Linked DNA regions of Gossypium hirsutum: region 2 is linked to region 1. Evidence: chromatin contacts called from public Hi-C data. All regions are on one chromosome and are shown on one strand. Each heading gives the region's core, a stretch centred on a gene start, on an enhancer-like site or on the middle of the called end of the contact. The rest is flanking DNA. Distances are from core to core; before and after follow the strand shown.

Region 1 (3,637 bases), core at 108-2,607:
TGAAAAGTAGAGGGACTAAATTCTTGAAAATAAAAGTACATGGACTAAATTCTAAATTTGTGAAGAGTACATAGACTTATGACATAATTTCACATTTATACTACAAAACATTTATTATTAAAATATTAATTTTGTATATTTTTCAATAATGTATAGAGAATATTATTTAAAATTATTATTTTTAAAATTAATTATTAAAATAAAATTGAGATATTAAATAATTTATTAAAATAATAATTTATATTAATGTTTTAGATATAGATAATTAAATATGTATATTTAATAATATTAAAAATTATAATATTTTATATTAATATTTAATTAATATTAAATATTTTAAAAATAAAAAAAATTATTATTAATATAATAATATTAAGTTGGAGTTAAGTTAATTTTTATTTAAAAATAAAATCACACGTAAATGAGTTCTTTTCTTAAGAATGACTTATACTTTTAAAAAGGGTAAGTTATTTTATAAGAAAAATGATTTATTTTTTGATGATCTGTAAGTCATTTTCCGTTGATCATGCTGTTTTCTATCAAACAAACACAAGAAAATTTAAAAAAAAATATTGTCGGTGAAACAAACGAAATCTTAGTGGCTTCACCCTAATCGAGAATTAACCTAAAAAATGAGCAATGTATTTAGAAGAATAAGCAATGGTTAATAGTTAGAAAATTGGTAGTCTCTCAAACCTAATTTTCATATTTTTCTTAGTGTTTTCTATTTCATCAGTATTTGGTTTGGTTGGATTAAAGATTTTGGGGATCAACTTCAGTTTATTTGGTTTAATCATTAAGTTTTCTTTTTCTTTGGATCTTTTTATTTATTTGTTTAGTTAATTTTAATTTCATTACGATCTAACCACCTAGAGTGCTTTGGTGATTCCATTAGACTAATTACTTGAACTAGGTTAGATATGGCTTCAGATTAATAACCAAATTAATTCAATAGCTAAGAGCTTATAAGAACTATGCCAACTTAAGTTACTATGGTTTGAGATTATTAAAATTTTTTAATTAATTTCACAATCACCCTAATTACTCGTTTTACCTAGTTCATTTGATTGGATGAACTGGTACGTATTGCTTTACTTCCTCATAATCCACGAAGAACAATATAACATATTCGGAGATACCAAAATAGAGACGAAGAAGATGAATAATCTTTTTTTGTTTCACGTTAAATGATGTCCTAAAGATAATAGATTGGCGATAATATTCATAAAATCGAAAGCAACAAAGATGGCCTGCTGCCAGTTAAGAAATAATGAGCGGACAAAACGATTAATCTAAATCACCCCTTATAAATACATTTCCTTCGCAAGTAATTGACACAAGTCTCATCAAGGTTAATTAAGCTAGTTTGTTTTATGAATGGCGAAGACAGGGCTGATGACTTGGCTCCTTTACTCCACATTATTTGCAGCATTGCTGTTGAATTCTCATGCAGCCAATGCCAACGAGAGAAAAGTAAAGCCTTTTGTTTGTGTTGTTACCCATAATTTTGGAACTGGCTGTTATTTTGGGGTAGCTGTTGATCACTTGTGTTGTATATGTGTATATATATAGGTTCACATTGTGTACATGGGAGACAGGCCCAAGGGAGATTTTTCTGCTAAAGCAACCCATCATTCTATGCTTACAAGCGTCCTTGGAAGGTTCTTTTTTTTCCTTCTTTTTACTAATACAACAACCCATAAGAAAAAAAACCGTTTATTTGTTAAAGTAATAAACAGAACTTGACAAAGACATGGCTTCCAATGATTAAACATTTTGGTTTAATCTATCACAGGTCTTCATCAGCCCAAGAATCCCTAGTCTATAGTTATGGTAACTTCAATGCATTTGCGGCTAAGCTAACTGAGGAAGAAGTTCAAAAGTTCTCAGGTGAAATGGTTAAACAAGACATGATTCATTGATTGCTAAAATTAGAAGCAATCATTTTCATGATTGATCCATGCTAAACGAAATATAAATTGGGTGCAGAGATGGATGGAGTAGTTAGAGTGATTCCAAACCATATACTAAAGCTTCATACTACAAGGTCGTGGGACTTCCTTGGTCTCAGCCAGACCAATGTGGGAGCCCAGCTACAAGGTGATGTTGTCATTGGGCTCCTTGATACAGGTAAATAACTTAAATATGTAGACCCACATAGCTTTATCAAATATCAAGACGTCAAGCTGACTTCATTGGGGGTCTTTGGTTTATAGGCATCTGGCCCGAGCATGAGAGCTTCAATGACCAAGGACTTGGTGCTCCACCTTCCAAATGGAAAGGAACATGTCAAGGGGCCAACTTTACCTGCAATAAGTGAGCTCCCTTTCTCCCCTTCACACCAATTGAATCGTCAAGAAATTGAATATGTATAAGGCCAAAAGGATTCTAAATAATTTTCTAAATTTTTAGATAAAAAGCATTTACTATTCAATCCAGTCAGCTAATAATATGAATTTGTCAACACAGCAAGATCATTGGAGGCCGTTACTACAACAGTGAGAACTGGTACTATGAAGGTGACTTGAAGTCTCCTAGAGACTCTGAGGGGCATGGGACCCATACATCCTCAACTGCAGCCGGTGACAGGGTGCCCGGAGCAAGCTACTATGGACTAGCTAATGGAACCGCAAGGGGTGGGGTCCCTGGTGCAAGGATTGCCATGTACAAGGTTTGCTGGTCCTTTGGTTGTGGAGCTGCTGATATCCTTGCAGCATTCGACGATGCCATAGCCGATGGTGTCGATATAATATCAGTGTCCCTCGGTTCAGTGTTTCCAGTACCTTATGATGTAGACCCTATAGCCATTGGCGCTTTCCATGCCATGAAATATGGTATATTGACATCAAGTTCTGCTGGTAATTCTGGACCATGGCCATATTCAGTTTCTAATTATGCGCCTTGGACATTGACTGTTGCTGCGAGCACCATTGACCGAAAATTTGTTGCCAAAGCAGTACTTGGCAATGGGAAAGCTTTCACTGTGAGTAGAACGGCAATCACTTAAGTGTTTTGTTCCTTCTCCTCCAGCTAATCATGGCTGACTTTTGTTCTTAATTCTTGAAGGGACTTTCCATTAACAGCTTTGAACTTTATGGAAAAACATATCCCTTGATTTGGGGAGGAGACGCTGCCAACTACTCTGCAGGCGCCAGCCAAGATCTTTCAAAATATTGTATCACTGGTTCCATGAATTCCTACAAAGTGGAAGGCAAGATTGTTTTCTGTGAAGTACTTTGGGATGGTACTGGCGTTCTTCTAGCAAACGGCGTGGGCACCATAATGGCTGATGACGAAATAACAGACTTTGCTTTCAATTACCCATTGCCAGCAACACAAATAAGCACATCTGACGGTGAAAAGATTTTGGACTATATCAAAACAACAGAGTAATCAAATCTTTTCAAATTGAATCCATTACTATTACTTACTTGAAGCAGGACGTCAAGTTTACAATCTACAATTTTAATGAAAATAAGATTACTATTACAGGAATCCGATTGCAACTATTCTGCTCGGAGAAACATTGACAGATTACATGGCACCATATGTCGTGTCATTCTCTTCCAGGGGACCTAACCCTATAACTCCAGACATTCTTAAGGTACTCAAGAGGCTGGAATGCCTTAATTTTCAA
Region 2 (4,207 bases), core at 551-3,050, 110 kb before region 1:
TGTATAATGGTTTCACTAGAATATTGCAATACAAAAAATACTTCGAACAAGAACACCAAAGATGTTTCTATTACTTAGAAGTGTTGCAGCTATGTAATATTGTATCATTTCAGTATCTCAACTGTTTTGTACTAACATATATATATTTATATAGCATGTAAGAATGAAAGAATAATCAATGTTAGACCTAAACTTCAATTGTTTTTTGATTGAGAGCTTTGTATCTCCATTTCTCTTTCTCTAGAAAATCAGCACCAAGGAACCTGGAAACAAATGGCCATAGCCTACAAGTGTCTTCAAAATTCGTCAAAAAACTAAGTGCGGCTGTAACAACAGATATTACAGATGAAATGTATCTCTCTTTTTGCTTGCTTGAGCTTCACTTGTTCTTGTCTCCAATACCTTCTCTTCATTTTTATCCGGGAACCAAATGTGTTGCAAAAACCCAATGCTTAAAGAAATGTTGTTTCTATCAGCCAGCTTTTGGACTATTTCAGGATCGATTTTGTCCTTCCCAGTCGAAGACACTGAATGCTACGGCGGGCCTTCTGTCAAACATTATTTTGGGTCCATAGATTTGGACTGCCGGATTTCCATTTTCTAAATTTGGATGTTTAAGGCTCATCAATGCATTCACCAACCAATTGGTCAGGTTCCTTGTCCTGTTACTGATTAGTATCAGCCCTAATGAATCTGCATGATCCAAGCTTCTACATTCGGTTCTTGGATTTCTTCTTTTAGGGGTATTGTTGGTTTCTGTAGTTCCTGGTTCAAAGGATGTATTTATTACCTCTTCGATTTCAGAAAATGAAACAGTCTTTGTTTTTTTTTCTGTTCCAGATTCATCGTCCATTTGTTGAACAAGAACATTGTCCACCTTCAGTTTGGTTTCAATGTTAGAAATAGGTGGTGATGCTGGGACAAGATTCATTATTCCTACAATATTTGTACCAGTGGCTAGGTCCTTCAAAATTGAAGCACTGGATTTTCTGATAAACAAGCAACAAAACCCTGGAGGATTTTCTCCAAAAACCTTGAAAAAGGAACAAATAAGGAAGTCAGGATTGAAAAGAGAAAGCCCCAAGGTCTCCATGTCTTTTGCTCCTTATGCAGATGCATCAAGCAACACATGCCACCCATTCTCTTGAGCCAGGCTCATCCAGATACGAATATCTGGATCCTGTGACCCACGATTGAAGTGGAAAAATAATAAGTCCTCGTCTCTTGTACTTTTTTTCTTTATCTTCTTTCTCAAATTTTCTGATTGAATTTGTAGATTAGGCAAGGAGAAATCAGCAGACATGACATTTGCTCCTCTTTTTTTGGAGCTTTCAGTCATCACTTCAACAGCCTCATTTTGATAGTCATAAACTGTGAGTAGATTTTGATTAGATTGAAAGGGATGACACTCTGACAGAAGCTTGAAAGCAGAAGATTGATTGGCAGTGAGAACCATGGAGTAATTAGCTTCTGAGATATTCATGAAAGCCATGATCCATCTCCCAATATCAGGTTGAAATTCTGACTTTTCCCCCTCACCATATAGTAGCTGAGAGTCATTCAGGTTTACTGACTTGTAGAAGATATAAAAAAATGGGGGTTCTAAAGAAATAGTAGAACCTGGTGATTGAGTTTGAAGCTAAGAATAAGAGAAAAGACCATGACCAATATAGTCAAGGAACACATGGTTGGAGGGGGAAATATGATAGTATTCTTGAGCTCGAATTAGGTACCCAGCCTGTTCGGTTTGGGCCAAGGAAGCGATTCATGATAAGTGAAATGGAAAGCGAGGTAGAGAGAATGAGCAGTGCAAACCTCGAAATTCATACCGTGATACTGCCTCAGTGCTCAGAATAATTGAAGTTAAAGCATAATTAAAGTCGGGAAGGCCAACAAAAGGGCTGGGACAACAACCAAAAGAACATGCTTTCGAGACATCTCTTAAGAATGTTGGTGTCGATTTTGTTACAAAGAGGGGAAGAAAGGAAGAGAGAAGAAAAACAAAATTTTTCTGAATAATGGAGAAGGCTGTCTATTCAGCTTCTCACAGACACAACCTTTTCATTAAAAAAAAAACTTTACAGCTGCTTAGCACTGGATTAGAAAAAAACGTAAAACATAAGTAAAAGATACTTATAGCGGAAAAACTTACAGCTGCCTATTATTAAAGGCCTAAAGCAACTAACACACAAAAGGTATATTTGATTTCCAATATTAAACTCAAAACACATCAACACTCCACCTTTGAGATTGATATTAAACATACCAAGCTCACACTTGATAAAAGAAATTCTATTCCTTAAAAAGCTACTTTGTCATCAAGTCAACAACTTGCATCTTAGAAGAACAAAATTCTATCTTAATCAGTAAATTTCTCTCAACCTCACGAATAATATGAAACTTTACATTGATGTACTTTGTTCTACCACGCTGAACTGGATTTTTAGCAATGGAAATAAGTGACTTATTGTCACACAAAAAAACAGTGACACTTTCTTGCTCAACCAAGATTAGAAAGCAAATTTCTCAACCAAATTGCTTGGCTTGCAGCAGCAACAACAACAATATATTCTGCTTCTGCAATTGATTGAGCCACAACTTGTTGCTTCTTGGAACTCCAACAGATTGCACCTGAACCAAGGTTAAAAACATACTTAGATGTTTAATGTCATCCAAACTCCCAGCCCAATCATTCTCAGAATATTTAGTCAACTTCACACTTCCTACCTTTAAATAATTCAGCTATTCACTTGTTTTGTCCTTCACATACCCTGAGAACCCTCTTGGCAACTCCCAAATGAGTGTTTCTTTTTTTTTATCTATATATTATAAAAAAATTACTTAAATGATATGTTAAATAAATTATGTACCAAAATGGTACATCCAAACAAGTGGAGGGTGGTGCATAGGCGGCACCACCCTAAAATACTGACACATTTGATTGAAAAAAAATAATTAAAAAAATTGGTAATGGCAACTAAATAGACAATACCTAAAGAAATAGGGGTCAAATACGACCTGTATACGAACAAAACCCAACCCAAAACTAGATCCGATGTCATAGATGGGACAGGACAATTGAGCAATACTGGTCATGCCTGCTGGAGAGGCGGCACACCTCTGGTCACGTCGTTTCCACAGGTGGCACACTTGTGGCTTGTCAGCGATGGGACGGGTTGGATGGCATGCCCGTGAGTTGTGTTTTTGGGGACCATTATAAGGTCCCCAATGTCCCATTTTTTGCCGAAAAAGAGAAGAAAATCTTTGAAGAAGAGAAGAAGAAGAAGGAGGAGAGAGTGGGAAGGAGAAGGGGAAAAAGAAGAAAAAAAACAGAATAGAGAGAGGGAAGGAGGAAGAGAAGGAAAAAATAAATAAATAGAAAAAGAAAGGAGAGATTGTTGTTTAGGGAAGATTTAGTGTTTAAAAAAAACATAAAAGGTAAATTGTTTTATTTAGTAATTTTTTTTGTTATAAATAAATGTTAATTGGTTTTTGTTGTTATTGTTGATTTAATTTAGATTTAATTTTTAAATTTATTTTTGTAAGGTATTATTTGGTTAAAAAGAGCTATCAACGTATGTTTGTATTTATTTTATATTTTTATTCATTCATAAGTTATTTTTAATGTTTATTGAAGTAAAAAAGCCTATTTATGTTATGTATAAAGAATGTTTTATTTTTTATGTAATTTAATTGGCATGTGAATTTTGATTATTTTAATATAAATTTTTTATTTTTTATGTAGGTAAAAGATAAGAACCATTGATATGGAATTTGTGAATAAGACCATTGAGTTGGAATTTATAAGATAAAGTAGGAATAATAGTTTATATGTTCTAATTTTTTAAGATTTTATAATTGGGAATAAGAGTTTATGTTTTAAATTTTATTTTATGTTTTTTATAAATATTATAAATGAAATTTCTTTTGAATCCTTCTATGCAAAATATATATATTTTTGACAATAATTAAGTTGGCATGTTATTATATATATTATATTTTAAACCAATACATTTTGCTTATTATCGTTTTAAAATAATAATAATATTCGTATTTATTTTGTTGAGATAGTTTATATGTTATGTTTTTGTTATATTTTTTTATTGGCATGTTATTTTTATTATTTTAATATATTTTTTTTGTTTTTTATGTAGGTAAAAGATTAAACTATTGAGTTGGAATTTATAAGATATATTTATTTTGTTAA

The links. A called contact is a pair of places that touch in the nucleus more often than the background predicts.
Region 2: a Hi-C map of leaf shows a contact between it and region 1, with 2.6 times the contacts expected there. The contact joins the enhancer-like site here to the promoter of LOC107927005 in region 1. A contact is called at or near these places in 6 of 34 Hi-C or Micro-C datasets (callus, hypocotyl and leaf).

The regions. Positions count from the first base shown.
Region 1 is chrA08:117,177,580-117,181,216 of Gossypium_hirsutum_v2.1, reverse strand. LOC107927005 (cucumisin) reads left to right here and starts at 1,357. Exons shown (of 10, transcript XM_016857965.2): 1 at 1,357-1,473; 2 at 1,573-1,661; 3 at 1,796-1,890; 4 at 1,990-2,130; 5 at 2,217-2,316; 6 at 2,470-2,983; 7 at 3,067-3,389; 8 at 3,493-3,604. The coding sequence starts at 1,378.
Region 2 is chrA08:117,283,329-117,287,535 of Gossypium_hirsutum_v2.1, reverse strand. It overlaps the pseudogene LOC107926943. Among protein-coding and RNA genes, the nearest start is that of LOC107926944, 13 kb to the left of the region's middle. Within about 2 kb of position 1,800, at least 8 of the 9 cell types and tissues checked have an H3K27ac peak or open chromatin away from gene starts, as enhancers often do. A contact at or near this core is called in hypocotyl and leaf, where this site is marked.